Regions from separate parts of the Nomascus leucogenys genome. Here region 1 is linked to region 2. Evidence: chromatin contacts called from public Hi-C data. All regions are on one chromosome and are shown on one strand. Each heading gives the region's core, a stretch centred on a gene start, on an enhancer-like site or on the middle of the called end of the contact. The rest is flanking DNA. Distances are from core to core; before and after follow the strand shown.

Region 1 (6,681 bases), core at 72-2,571, 350 kb before region 2:
GCACACAAGGTGCCTGGTGTGACTGACTGTGTTGCTGAAATCCAAAAAAATAAACCATATATTCGACATGAACCTATCGGATATGATAGAAGTCGGAGGAAATACTGGTTCTTGAACCGAAGACTCATAATGTAAGTAAATCTGGTCTTAATTTTTTGTATGCATTTAAAATTAAACCAGTTTCCTTCATGATTGATGTAGCAGAGCTATGCTGTTGATGTGGTATAAACCTTTGTAACTTAATGGTTATACAGTTAAATAATTTCTTAATTGAAGGAATACGTGTATTAAAACAGCTTTTAAGAAGGTAAAGGAAACATATGAAAGAAGCAAAATTCCGTTGTTTTTGATGCCTAGGATAGGAAATAGAATGTTTCTAGTTGGGACTGGGCACAGCAGCTAATGCCTGTAATCCCACCACTTTGGGAGGCCAAGGTGGGTGGATCACCTGAGGTCGGGAGTTTGAGACCAGCCTGGCCAATATGGTGAAACCCCACCTCTACTGAAAATACAAAACTTAGCCAAGTGTGGTGGCGCACACCTGTAATCCCAGCTACTCAGGAGGCTGAGACAGGAGAATTGCTTGAACCTGGGAGGCGGAGGCTGCAGTGAGCTGAGATCACACCACTGCATTCCAGCCTGGGTGACAGAGACAGATTCTGTCTCAAAAAAAAAAAAAAATGTTTCTAGGTGGAATACCACTGTGGGCCTGTTTTTGGTTATGTTCCCCTATAGCCTAGCTCAGCTCATCCACCCCTAACTTTGGTGTTAGGGTTGTTTTACTTCTCTTTTGGTTTTACCGTATCTGTATGTAAAATGGAACAGCAAGAAAATACCTAGTTGTCTAAGGAAAGGTCAGCTCTGCCATCATTGGTTGGAATCCCCCAGGAGGAGATGATCCCAACAGACTCAGGGTCATAGTCTGGCCTCGGTGTTCCCGAGGGTTTTCGAGAAGCTCTTCTGGGAAGCCTGTGGGCATGGTCAGGAGACAGTCTCAGGGTTTGCCTCAGTCAGGGCATCAGGCAGGGTTATAGTGTGGACTGAGTATCTGACATCCTGTAGATATATGGTCAGAGGGATGGACTACTTTGTGTCTTCAGCTTCTGAAGTCTTCAAAGCCGTCTTCCAGTTCTTAGAATTAGGTCAAATGGAAAAATCTGGTAGGATGAAATGAATGTCAGAGCAGGGCATGGAAAGGAGAGTAGAAACTTTATCAGTGTACTGTCGAGAAGTGTGAATCCACGATGATTCTTGATTCTTTGTGGCTGGAAGCTTATAGAATCTTCACTGTCTATGGTGTTCTGCAGTTTTACAGTGATACGCCCTTGTGTGGGCTGCTTTCATCCACGAGGTATTTTTGGTGGGCATTTTCAATCTGGCAATTGTCTTCTTTGATTCTGAGAACTTCTCTTGACAACTTCCTCTTTTCCGTCTTGTATTTATCTTGAGCTATGATTTTATTGAATGTTGGACTTCCTATTTTGGTCTTCTGACTTTCTTATCATTTCTCTCCAGTTTTCCTCTTTGTCTCTTTTTCTCTTTGGGTTGTGTGTATGTGTTCAGTTTTTTAAGATTTCCTTATCTTGGTCGTCCAACCCTACTATCCAGTTTTTCCTTTCTGCTACCATATTTTTACTATCTAAGAGCTCTTTTGTTTTTAGAATCTTCCTTTAAAAAAATAGTAAAATCCTGTTTCTGTGTCTCGGATATAGTATTTTGTCTTAACTTTCTGAGGCTATTAATGACAGGTTTTTTTCTCTCCTCTGTGCATGGTCTGTTTCTTCTAAGTTGCTTCTTCCTATTCTTTGTTTTGGTTTTTCTATTTCATATTCAGATGTTTATTAATTCTTAATTTTCTGCTCCTCTTTAACATTGTGGTACTATGTAGCCAGTTGGAAGCTCTGGGCAAGTGGGTGGGCCTTATCAATTTTGACTTAACCATTGGATGATTTTCATTGTCTCTTTTATTGGGGGAAATCCCTCTTGTCAGTATCTTGAGGTCTGTCCTCGAGAGTAAGCTCTAGAGGAACGATGGCAGGGAAGGGCCTTTTCCTGTGTCCTGCTTGAAGCATGAAGGTCTTGCTGGTGGTATTCTGGTGGCTGAGTGGTGGAAGAAAGCTTCATTTATTGTGCACACAGCATTTACTATGTGTATTGTCACTTAAATCCTCAGTTTTCTGTACAGTACATTTGTTCACAACTGAGCGTGGTTTCTCCCAGTCCAGGGAGCCTCAGTTTACCTCCTCTAGAGACTAGACCTTTGGCAGCTTGAAGAGGGGAGAGAGATGGTTTAGGAATCTGCTCCATAAACAGCTTCCAGCCAGTTCCCTATTCTAGAGACACCCCTCTTCGTTATCATTGCTTTTTGAGGATTGTATTCTCTCTCTTTTTTTTTTTTTTTTTTGAGGTGGAGTGTTGCTCTTTCACCCAGGCTGGAGTGCAGTGGTGCTATCTGGGTTCACTGCAAGCTCCGCCTCCCGGGTTCAGGCCACTCTCCTGTCTCAGCCTCCCGAGTAGCTGAGACTACAGGCACCCGCCACCGCGCCCAGCCAAGTTTTTTTGTATTTTTAGTAGAGACAGGGTTTCACCGTGTTAGCCAGGGTGGTCTCGATCTCCTGACCTTGTGATCCGCCCGCCTCGGCCTCCCAAAGTGCTGGGATTACAGGCGTGAGCCACCGCGCCCAGCCTGAGGATTGTGTTCTCAACTTCACCTTTCTTTTTAGTTTGAGATCAGGCTTTCTTGGGTCTGCTGAGGCAGTACTCACTTGTTCATCTACTTTCAGAATTTTTTTTTTTTGTTATCATGTCTCCCCTACTTTATCCTTATGAGTTTGTCTTTAACAAATTTTTTTTTTTTTTTGAGACGTCTTGCTCTGTTGCCCAGGCTGGAGTGCAATGGCACAATCTTGGCTCACTGCAAGCTCCGCCTCCCGGGTTCACACCATTCTCCTGCCTCAGCCTCCGAGTCGCTGGGACTACAGGTGCCCGCCATCGTGCCTGGCTAATTTTTTGTATTTTTAGTAGAGACGGGGTTTCACCGTGTTAGCCAGGATGGTCTTGATCTCCTGACCTTGTGATCTGCCTGCCTCAGCCTCCCAAAGTGCTGGGATTACAGGTGTGAGCCACTGTGCCTGGCCAGCAATTTTTTTTTTTTTTTTTTTTTTTAAGACAAGATCTCCCTTTGTCATCCAGGCTCTGGAGTGCAGTGGCACTATCTCGGCTAACTGCAGTCTCAACCTCCTGGGCTCAAGCAGTCCTCCTGCTTCAGCCTACCAAGTAGCTGGGACTACAGGTGTGTGCCACCATGCCTGGCTAATTTTTGCATATTTTGTAGAGACAGGGTTTCACCATGTTACTCAGGCTGGTCTCGAACTTGTGAGCTCGAGCTATCTGCCCTCCTCGGCCTCTCAAAGTGCTGGGATTATAGGCGTGAGCCGCTGCATCCAGCCTAACAATATTTCTTTAGCATGGTTTTAAGAAGGTTTCAGGAGGGAACAAAATGAAATCTGTCACCTTAACCCAGAAACTGCTATGAGAAACAATACATAAGGTTTTAAATGTATATTCTGTATCTTTTGGTTTGGATCAGATATTTTAAGAAATATGTGTAAAATATGTGTAACTTTTTTCTTTTCTTGCTCCCTTACCTCCCAAACATCTAGTCATGGTATTCATTGTGCCGTTTTTTGTTTTTGTCTTTGTTTTGACATTTTGCTGTTGAGGTGGTTAACACAGAAACCTTTGTCAGCAAGGTCATTCCAAATGGTGAAATAACTGTAACCACATTTTTAAAGTTTAAAGTTTACTACTCTCAGGAAGCTGAGGCACAGGAATCGCTTGAACCTAGGAGGTGGAGGTTGCAATGAGCTGAGATGGCGCCACTGTACTCCAGCCTGGGTGATGGAGTGAGACTCTGTCTCCAAAAAAAAAAAAAAAAAAAAAAGTTTACTGCTGTGTTGTCATTGTAAGTGGAAATTCAGTCATGCTGCCTGTCAGGGAGCCCGGTGCTTGTACTCTGTATAGACATGCAGCAGTTAGCAGGTCACGTTCACACAATCTCAAGTGCCCTCCTGAAAGGAGCTCATAGTCATCAGGATGGCTGGGAACAAATTAGGAAGTAAGTGAAATTTAGTCCATGCTCCAATTCTCCCATTCCTGTGCCTTCCTTCCTGTGCTGCTTGTCCTCACCCTTTGGATATTCACTCTCACTGCCTCTTTCTTTCCCTGTGCTGCCCTTTTTGGCCAGATAGAGACCAAAGGTGTCTTGTCCACATACAGAAAAACCTTGACATCTTTAAGGCTCATTACACAGTAATCAGTGGTATAGGTCTTAGTTTCAGAGACCTGTAAATAGAAGTAGTTGTGATAAGTTAGTAACAGCCAAGAGCAACATTTATTGAGCACTTCCATGTGTGCCTCACAGTGTCCTAAGCATTTTATGTATTTTAAAATTAATCCTCCCAACAGCCCAGTAATGCAGGTACTATATTTTTAATTTTAATTTTATTTTTAATTAATTAATTACTTTTGGAGACAGGGTCTCACTGTCACCCAGGCTAGAGTGCAGTGGCATGATCACGGCTCACCGCAGCCTCAATCTCCTAGGCTCAGGCCATCCTCTCACCTCAGCCCCCCTAGGAGCTGGGACTACAGGCATGTGCCACCATGCCCAGCTAATTTTTTTATTTTTTATTTTGAAGAGGTCTCACTGTGTTGGCCAGGCTGGTCTCAAACTCCTGGGTTCAGGCAATCCTTCCACTTCAGCCTCCCAAAATCATAGGGTTACAGGCCTGAGCCACCACGCCCTGCCTTGCAGGCACCATTTTTGTCTGCATCTTATAGATGAAAGACTAAATCTCAAAGAGGTTAAATAATTTACCCTTGATTTGCCCAAGGCCCTGTGGCTCTTAGGAGGTAGAACCTGGAATTTTTTTCAGAATGTGTTTTATAAGAGTATTTTCAATACCTTATTTTATACTGTAGTCTAGTTTTCAAACCATCTTCTTGAGAAATCTGCAACTTGCATTGTTTTAGCTGTTAAAACCAGTGCTTATAACTTGGGGAGAAAGATAGTGTAATGGTTTCTGTTATATCTGCAGTGAGTATTTATGAAATCTTTAAAGATTTGAAATAAAGGCGTTTTTAGAAAATCTAAACTAAGTGGCAATTTCAGAAAAGTTCTGTTTCCTAATATATCACTATCAGTCTACGAAACAACATTCAGGGAAGCAAAATATGTACTATTTGATAGTTACATAAATGCAAACCTTTGAAATCAGGTGACTCAGATGACTTTTTAAATACCTGTGGGTGAATTTTTGATACATTGTCGAGGAAATCAAGTATTTTATTTTTCTTAGTGGAACAGTAAAATACTTGTTATGTTTGTCAATAAAACTGTTCATTTCAGTTTATTTGCTTTAAAAGCTATAGTTGTCATTCAAATTGCCTTTTTTGATGCATAATAAAGTGCACAGATTTTAAAGATGATTTCAGGCAAATAGGATATCTTTTTCCATGCTGTGATATCTTGAGTATTTTTCTATGTAAAATCAAGTAGGAAACTTTAAACATAGTGATATGTGTCAACAATTTTGACAAATCTGAAAGATTTTACATCTTTTATGAAAATGAGATTAAAATAATTTCAGTTTAACTGTACCTTTGTGGTAGATTATATGTGGACTCCTCATGATAGTTTTAAAGCCATGTAGAATTTTCACGCAGTTTATAGTACGCAGAGGTTTTAATTGTAATGTTACCAATTTATAGAAATTAAGTTTTCCGTGATTGCTTTTATTTAATAAGTGCTTAAAAATATGTTATTTGTATAGATTAGTGAAGCATATAATAAAAAAAGGTTCTTATACATGAATTTATAGTCCATCTGAGAAGCCAAGACATATTCAGCATATAACTTAGAGGCCAGTTTTCATTCATTATGTAAGTGGGCCAATCTTTCTTAACTATTGCTTTTATCCTGTCAATCCTTTGCTCTGAAATTAGGACCTACCAAAATAGAAATTACCAGATTAGATTCGCATGTTTTTCTGTCACTCTCCATTCTAAATAAAATTACGTGAACACAGCATTGTATTGTATTTTTTTGTAGAGACAGAGTCTCACTATGTTGCCAGGCTGGTCTCGAACTCCTGGGCTCAAGCGATCCTCCAGCCTTGGCCTCCCAAAGCGCTAGGATTACAACAGGCATGGACCACCACACACCTTTAAACAGCATTTTAAAAATCTGTATTCATTTTCCGAATGAACTAAACTATGCTTTTAAATCTATACAGCTTTCTACTCCCCATTCTAGGTACAAACCACATACTAGCTTACTGACTTCCTGTGCCTGAATTCCTTCTGTCCACGTTCAGTTCTGTATGTCCAGCAGACTCCTGGATGTGTCCGCAAAGCAGGCACCTCAAACGTGTTTAAAACCGAACTCATCATTTCCCCCCATTAGCTACTCTTCATCCAGTGTTCTCATCTTAGTAAATGGGATTACTGTCCCACCAGCTGCTCAAGCTAGAAATATGGGAATAAACTTTTTCCTTTATTGTTTGTTATGCCTTTAAAATAAATATTGAATCAGTTTCTCTCCATTCCCACTGTCCCTCCATGATACAAGCCAGTGTCATCTTCATTAGACTAGTCAGTCACCCCTAAAGTGGTCTATAT
Region 2 (6,304 bases), core at 2,122-4,621:
CACTGCTGATTATTTGTGAGTTTTTTGTTTCTTTGTTTTTTGAGATGGAGTCTTGCTCTGTCACGAAGGCTGGAGTGCAGTGGCACATGATCTCGGCTCACTGCAACCTCTGCCTCCTGGGTTCAAGAGATTCTCTTGCCTCAGCCTCCCAAGTAGCTGGGATTACAGGCACGCGCCACCATGCTTGGCTTTTTTTTTTTTTTTTTTTTTTTTGTATTTTTAGTAGAGATGGGGTTTCACCATGTTAGCCAGGATGTTCTCGATCTCCTGACCTCGTGATCTGCCTACCTCGGCCTCACAAAATGCTGGAATTACAGGCGTGAGCCACCGCGCCGGGCCTGTTAGTTGTTTTTAACTGCAGTATCACTGTCCTAGCCTACCCTGACCAGTACAAACGAATCTTCTGAGTGATGGGGTGTGCACATCCTTGGCTTTCCTAGATATTGCCAAATTGCCTTCCAGAGTAATTGCTTCAGCCAGTGCTATTCCTTACACGAGAGATAACTCAGAGCTTTTCTTTTCTTAAACTCCTACCTCGCAGTGGTCATCATTGGATTCCAGTTGGTCTTTGAGTTGCTACTTGTTATCCTGGGTCTCAGGCAAGAATGGGATAGACCTGTCAAGGAGGGAAGAAGAGTGAGAATCTAGGCAGATAGGATGAAGACTGAAGACCTGGCAGGTCAGAAATCAGAGAGGTCAGCTGAGACAGGGAGAAATGAGTGTCCAAGGTCTGGTCAAAGAGGGCCCAGGCCAGGTCAGCTGAGAGCTGCCTGGAATGCACACTTGGAGCCTGGAGAACAAAAGACGCTTCAGGGGCTCAGACCAAGGGCTTGGGCAACCAGGTGTCAGGATTCAGGCAAGGGTTTTGGTACAAGGTAAGGGGATCCCCAGCAGGGATGGAGCAGAGACCAAGTCAACCACCTTCTGGGCCAGGGGCTTCTTGCTTGGCTGGAGTAGGTCTTGGTGCCTGGGTAGATCAGTTCGCAGAAAGACACAGACAGACATGCCCGGGTGGAAAAAATGGGTTTGAGGGGAAGAGGAGCCAAGGGATTCCTGAAACTCCAAGACTCTGGAGTCCTAGAATGAAATGAGGTAAGATTTTTTCAGCCCTGTTGCTGTTCCTTCTTTTTGACCTGTCTGGTCACATCCTCATGTGGGTCTTCAGGGTTTTCCCTTAGTATATAACTTTTCTCTGCAATCACCGTTTTTTATTCTTCATATCTTCACTGGTATCTGGCCCAGGGTGAAGAAAGGAAGTAACATTTATGAGGCACCTACCACATGCAGACATAGAACTGGGTACTTTTAATGCACTATCTTTTAATCCAGTAACTCCTTGAGGTAGCTGTTATTATCCTGTTTTATAGATAAGGAACCTGGAGTTTGGAGAGCTGAGTAATTTACATGAAGTCACATGAACAGAAAGTGGCGGCCTGGACTGAGAGATAGTCCAGGTCTGTCGGACACCAGAGGCCGTGCTCCTAACCACAGTGCCGCATCTGCTCTTCTTAGTGGAATGACTGTCCTTCATTTCCATGTCATTGCCCTTTAAATTTAATTTCAGGCTAATTGATCCAAGGGTTCAGTGGAGTCTCCTCTGCTTTCCCCAGATCATTTGTGTAGGATGGGGCAGTTCACATTCACCTCCTTCCTCAGGCGGGAAGTTTCACCCTCACTGACACCAGGGTCCCCAAGGAACAAGCCTTACTGTCTTTTTTTTTGCAGGGCTGTGTGGCATGCTCAAACATATGGTTGGTTAGAGAGCCCACAGAGGCATCACCAAGGGAAGAGGAGCTGCTCCCTCACTTAGGAGCCAACAGGTCCTGTCGTACAGGCAGGAGGTTTTTGCAGGGACCCGGGGGAGTGAATGATAGGCAGGGCGGGAGGGGGATAAGCAGGGTGACAGCTGCTTCTGGTGGCGGAGTCACGTTCCGAGCCTAAATTAGCCTTGCTCTTTTCCAGATCCTCTGTGGGCTTGCTGCAGGCTGTCTGACTGGTGCTTCTCCTCCTAGGCATGGATTAGTCCTCTTCTTCCCTTTCCAGTCTTCCCTTTTGGGTTCTTGTACTAGAGCTAGCTTGCTGAGAGGCTAGATGGGTGGCCTAAGTTTGGGCTGAGGCATGGAGGGGGGGTGCTTGTATCTCTTCCTTGTCTCTTCTTGTTCTTTGGATGTACCTGCTTAAAGTTTTACCATTAGAGATTATTTTATTACAATGCAACCTGAAGTAAAGTCTTATAAGCAGAATTTGATTTTCCCCTGAAGACAGTATATTTGCATTAGTCCATTTTCATACTGCTCTGAAGAAATACCTGAGACTGGGTAATTTATAAAGAAAAAGAGATTTAATGGACTTCACAGTTACACAGGGCTGGGGAGGCCTCACAGTCATGGTGGAAGACGAACGAAAAGCAACGTCACGTCTTACATGGTGGCAGGCAAGAGAGCATATGCAGGGGAACTGCCCTTTATATAGCCATCAGATCTCCTGAGACTTATTCACTACCACAAGAACAGTATCAGGGAAACCAACCCCCCATGATTCAATTATCTCCACCTGGCTCCACCCTTGACACATGGGGATTATTACCATTCAAGGTGAGATTTGGGTGAGGACACAACCAAACCACATCAACACACAAAAATAAAATTCTCATATAATTCTACTCCCATGCAGGGTAATTATGTCAACTAATAAGGGAAACCCATCCTGCCTCCTGCCCATCTTACACACACCTGATTGTGCCCCGCTCTTAGAAGGCTGTGGATGGAGGAGGAGGGGCTCCATCCAAGAGAGGAAACAGAAAGGGCAGGCTGGGCAGGCTGGGCCACTCGCACAGGCTTGCTCTCAGCCAGCTCTGCTGCAGGTTCAGGGCTGGAGACACCAAGTCTGAGCCTCATCTCTTTCACAAACTTGGGGTACAGCCTAGTGAAAATTACTTCTCCTTTCTGAGCCTCTGTTTCCTTTTATGGAAAACAAAGGTTTAGGAAGATGACGCCCAAGATCCCTTCCTGTCTGACCATCCAGTGAGTCTATACTTGTTCTCTGCAGACTCTGCACTGCAGAACAGTTTCCCGAGTCTTGATGTATCTTTCTGGCTTAGTATCATGGCTCTCTGCAGAAAACTGATCTGTGCCCCCACCCCACAGTTGATCCTTTTGTTTTTGGAGACAGAGTCTCGCTCTGTCACCCAGGCTGGAGTGCAGTGGCGTGATCCTCCACCTCCTGAGTTCAAGCGATTCTCCTGCCTCAGCCTCCCGAGTAGCTGGGATTACAGGCACGTGCTAGCACGCACAGTTAATTTTTGTATTTTTAGTAGAGACGGCGTTTCACCATGTTGGTCAGGCTGGTCTCGAACTCCTGACCTCAAGTGATTCGCCTGCCTCGTCTTCCCAAAGTGTTGGGATTACAGGCGTAAGCCACTGCACCCGGCTCACAGTTGATCTTAAAAGCAAGGCAATACAACACCAGCTGATTTTCTTAACTCTGCAAACAACAGAGGTAACTCTAGGAAGGGTCTGCTGAAGGGTCATTTGGCTAAACTGGGCTTTGCTCCAAGTTGCAGGGTGATGCAGCCCTCCTGGAAGCATCATTTTGATGCAGCTTAGTGCATGCACAGCACAGATAGGCTTGCAGCAGTCTGGCTTGCCTCTTGCCACTTGCCTGGCTGGACATTCTCTAGACCTTTGGGGGTCCTATCTCACCAAAGATCCTGACAGTTGCCAGACAGAAGGCAGTATAAAGGCACTTCCCATCCTTTGGGCCTGAGTTTTCTTTGGGATTGTTCCCCAAATAGCTCATTCTTCTTTCATGATGTGTGTTCCCTTTACACTTTTAATTATTTCTTTTTTTTGAGACAGAGTTTCACTCTTGTCACCCAGGCTGGAGTGCAGTCGTCTGTGGCGCATCTCACGTGACCGCGCTGCGGGAGAGGGATGAAACAAGAGGGCGGCTGAAGCCGATCCTGAGTGGGGCCCCAGCAATTCGGCATGAGCCTTCTCCCTCCACCCGCTTCCGCCGACCGGGCCCCTCCCGCGCGGCCTCGCAGGCGTCCCCACCCGGCCCCGGGGCTCCCCCACCCGCGCCCGTCCCTCCTCCTCCGCTTTCCCTTCTCCCCCGCTTTCCCTTCTCCCCCGCCTCGGCTCCAACATTAGGGGCCGGCGGGGCAGGCAGCCCAAGCAGCCCGCGGCTGCCGCTGCAGAGCGCTGCATCCCGGCCCCGCCGCCGCGGCCGCCCAAGTCCGGACCCATGGGGGTGCTCAGCTCGCGGCACCGCGGTAGCAGCAGGGGCAGATGGGCTGCCGCCTAGGTTGAGGCAGCCTCCAAGACGTGGCTGAGCTCGCCCAGGGGGAGCACCAGTAGCCGGAGGAAGCTGCCGCTGGTCCCCCAAGCACCAGCGCCCGGGTGGAAGGGGCGAGGAGGCGGGGGCGGCGGCAGCCACCTGTCCCGGACCACCGCGGCCCGGAGGGTAGTCAACAAAGTGGTGTAAGATGACCACGGGAGCTAGGAGGAAGAGGACGGCGACTTCGAGGAGACCCAGGAGTCTGAGGACAACGAGGAGGATGAGATGGAGGAGGACGACGATGACTCCGATTATCCGGAGGAGATGGAAGACGACGACGACGACGACGCCAGTTACTGCACAGAAAGCAGCTTCAGGAGCCATAGTACCTACAGCAGCACTCCAGGTACCCACCCAGCCCGGTTGCTGCAGACTCCTTCCCCACCTCCTCTGCCCTCCCCCCTTTCTCACTCGTGTGCTGTGCATCCTGCTCCGATCTCCCCCAACCCCGCCTCCCCCGCAAACAGAGGGGAAATGCGACGGCACATCAAGTGGCAAAAAACTAGATTTACAAGAGGAAAGAGGCGCATTGTTCAAAATGGAGACTGCATTGTTGCATTTTGCAGGCTACACTCGCTCGCTGTCTCTCTCCCCCCCAACCTCCTCTTTTTCCTCTTCAAAATTTGTGCCAGTGCAGTGTCTCCACCGGACAGGATTGAAACTTTGGCAAACACATATCCATTGCATTCATTTTTCTCCCCTTGTTTTGCTGCACTCCAGCCTGGGTGACAGAGCCAAATCTTGTTTCAAAGAAAGAAAAAATCTAGCCTTGCAGTGGCTTATGCCTGTAATCCCAACACTTTGGGAGGCTAAGGCAGGAGGATGCCTTGAGCCCAGGAGTTTGAGGCTGCAGTGAGCTATGATTATGCCATTGCACTCCAGAAAGAGACAGAAAGAGACCTTGTCACAAAAATAAATAATTTAATTAAATTTTTTTCTTTTCTTTCTGCCTTTTTTTTTTTTTCCCCCGGGGACTCTTTCACCCTGTCATCCAGGTTGGGGTGCAATGGCTCAATCTGAGCTCACTGCCACCTCCACCTCCTAGGTTCAAGCGATACTCCCACCTCAGCCTACCAAGTAGCTAGGACTACAGGTGCACACCACCACACCTGGCTAATGTGTTTTTTGTGTGTATTTTTTGTAGAGATGAGGGTTTTGTCATGTTGCTCATTTTTTGTAGAGATGGGGGTTTTGTCATGTTGCTCATTTTTTGTAGAGATGGGGGTTTTGTCATGTTGCTCATTTTTTGTAGAGATGGGGCTTTTGTCATGTTGCCTGAACTCCTGGGTTCAAGTGATCCACCCACCTCAGCCTCCCAAAGTGCTGGGATTACAGGTGTGAGCCATCGCGCCTGGCCAGCTTTTTCCTTTTACTGTGTCTGTGGTTCCACAACTTCCTTTTTTCCCCGTTCTCTATGGACTTTCTACCTCATTTGGAGTCTGCTTAGATTGGCCTAGTTCTCTTTAATCAAATCTTCAGGAACAAATGTATTACCATTAAAAATGATCTAACAAGCTTTATTTTTATCATTGTTAAAAATCCTCGTTTTGAGTAACACAACCACAAAGTAAAGAATGTTATCATTGATTTCACCAGTAAAAGACAATACTTAACAATAACATTTTAAAAACATACGCCAGCTGGCTTACCTGATGAAAAAAATGATTGCGGCTGCAAGCTGCATTTGCCAGACAATGGTTTTAGATTTGCTGTGCACGCTGAACGCCATGAAAAATGGACTGCCTGGCCTCTTGATAAGGAAATCAATTACTTGTCTCATTCTGAGTGAAAAGAATGAAAGGATTTAAGAAATCATAATAACCAAAATAGGGAGAATAAAACAAACTGGGCAGAGGGATGGGCTACTTTGTGTCTTCAGCTTCTGAAGTCTTCAAAGCCCTCTTCCAGTTCTTAGAATTAGGTCAAATGAAAAAATCTGGTAGGATGAAATGAATGTCAGAGCAGG

Evidence for each region. Hi-C and Micro-C count contacts between places; a contact is called where the count stands out from the background.
Region 1: a contact with region 2 is called in a Hi-C map of a lymphoblastoid cell line, with 12 times the contacts expected there. The contact joins the enhancer-like site here to the promoter of AMZ2 in region 2. A contact is called at or near these places in 2 of 4 Hi-C or Micro-C datasets (a lymphoblastoid cell line and an unstated tissue).

The regions. Positions count from the first base shown.
Region 1 is chr14:56,099,436-56,106,116 of Asia_NLE_v1, reverse strand. BPTF (nucleosome-remodeling factor subunit BPTF) reads left to right here. Exons shown (of 31, transcript XM_030827057.1): 2 at 1-131. Among named protein-coding and RNA genes, the nearest start is that of BPTF, 32 kb to the left of the region's middle. Within about 2 kb of position 1,321, the one cell type or tissue checked has an H3K27ac peak away from gene starts, as active enhancers do. A contact at or near this core is called in a lymphoblastoid cell line, where this site is marked.
Region 2 is chr14:55,753,022-55,759,325 of Asia_NLE_v1, reverse strand. It overlaps AMZ2 (archaemetzincin-2), which reads left to right and starts at 3,371. Exons shown (of 7, transcript XM_030828419.1): 1 at 3,371-4,684. The coding sequence starts at 4,487.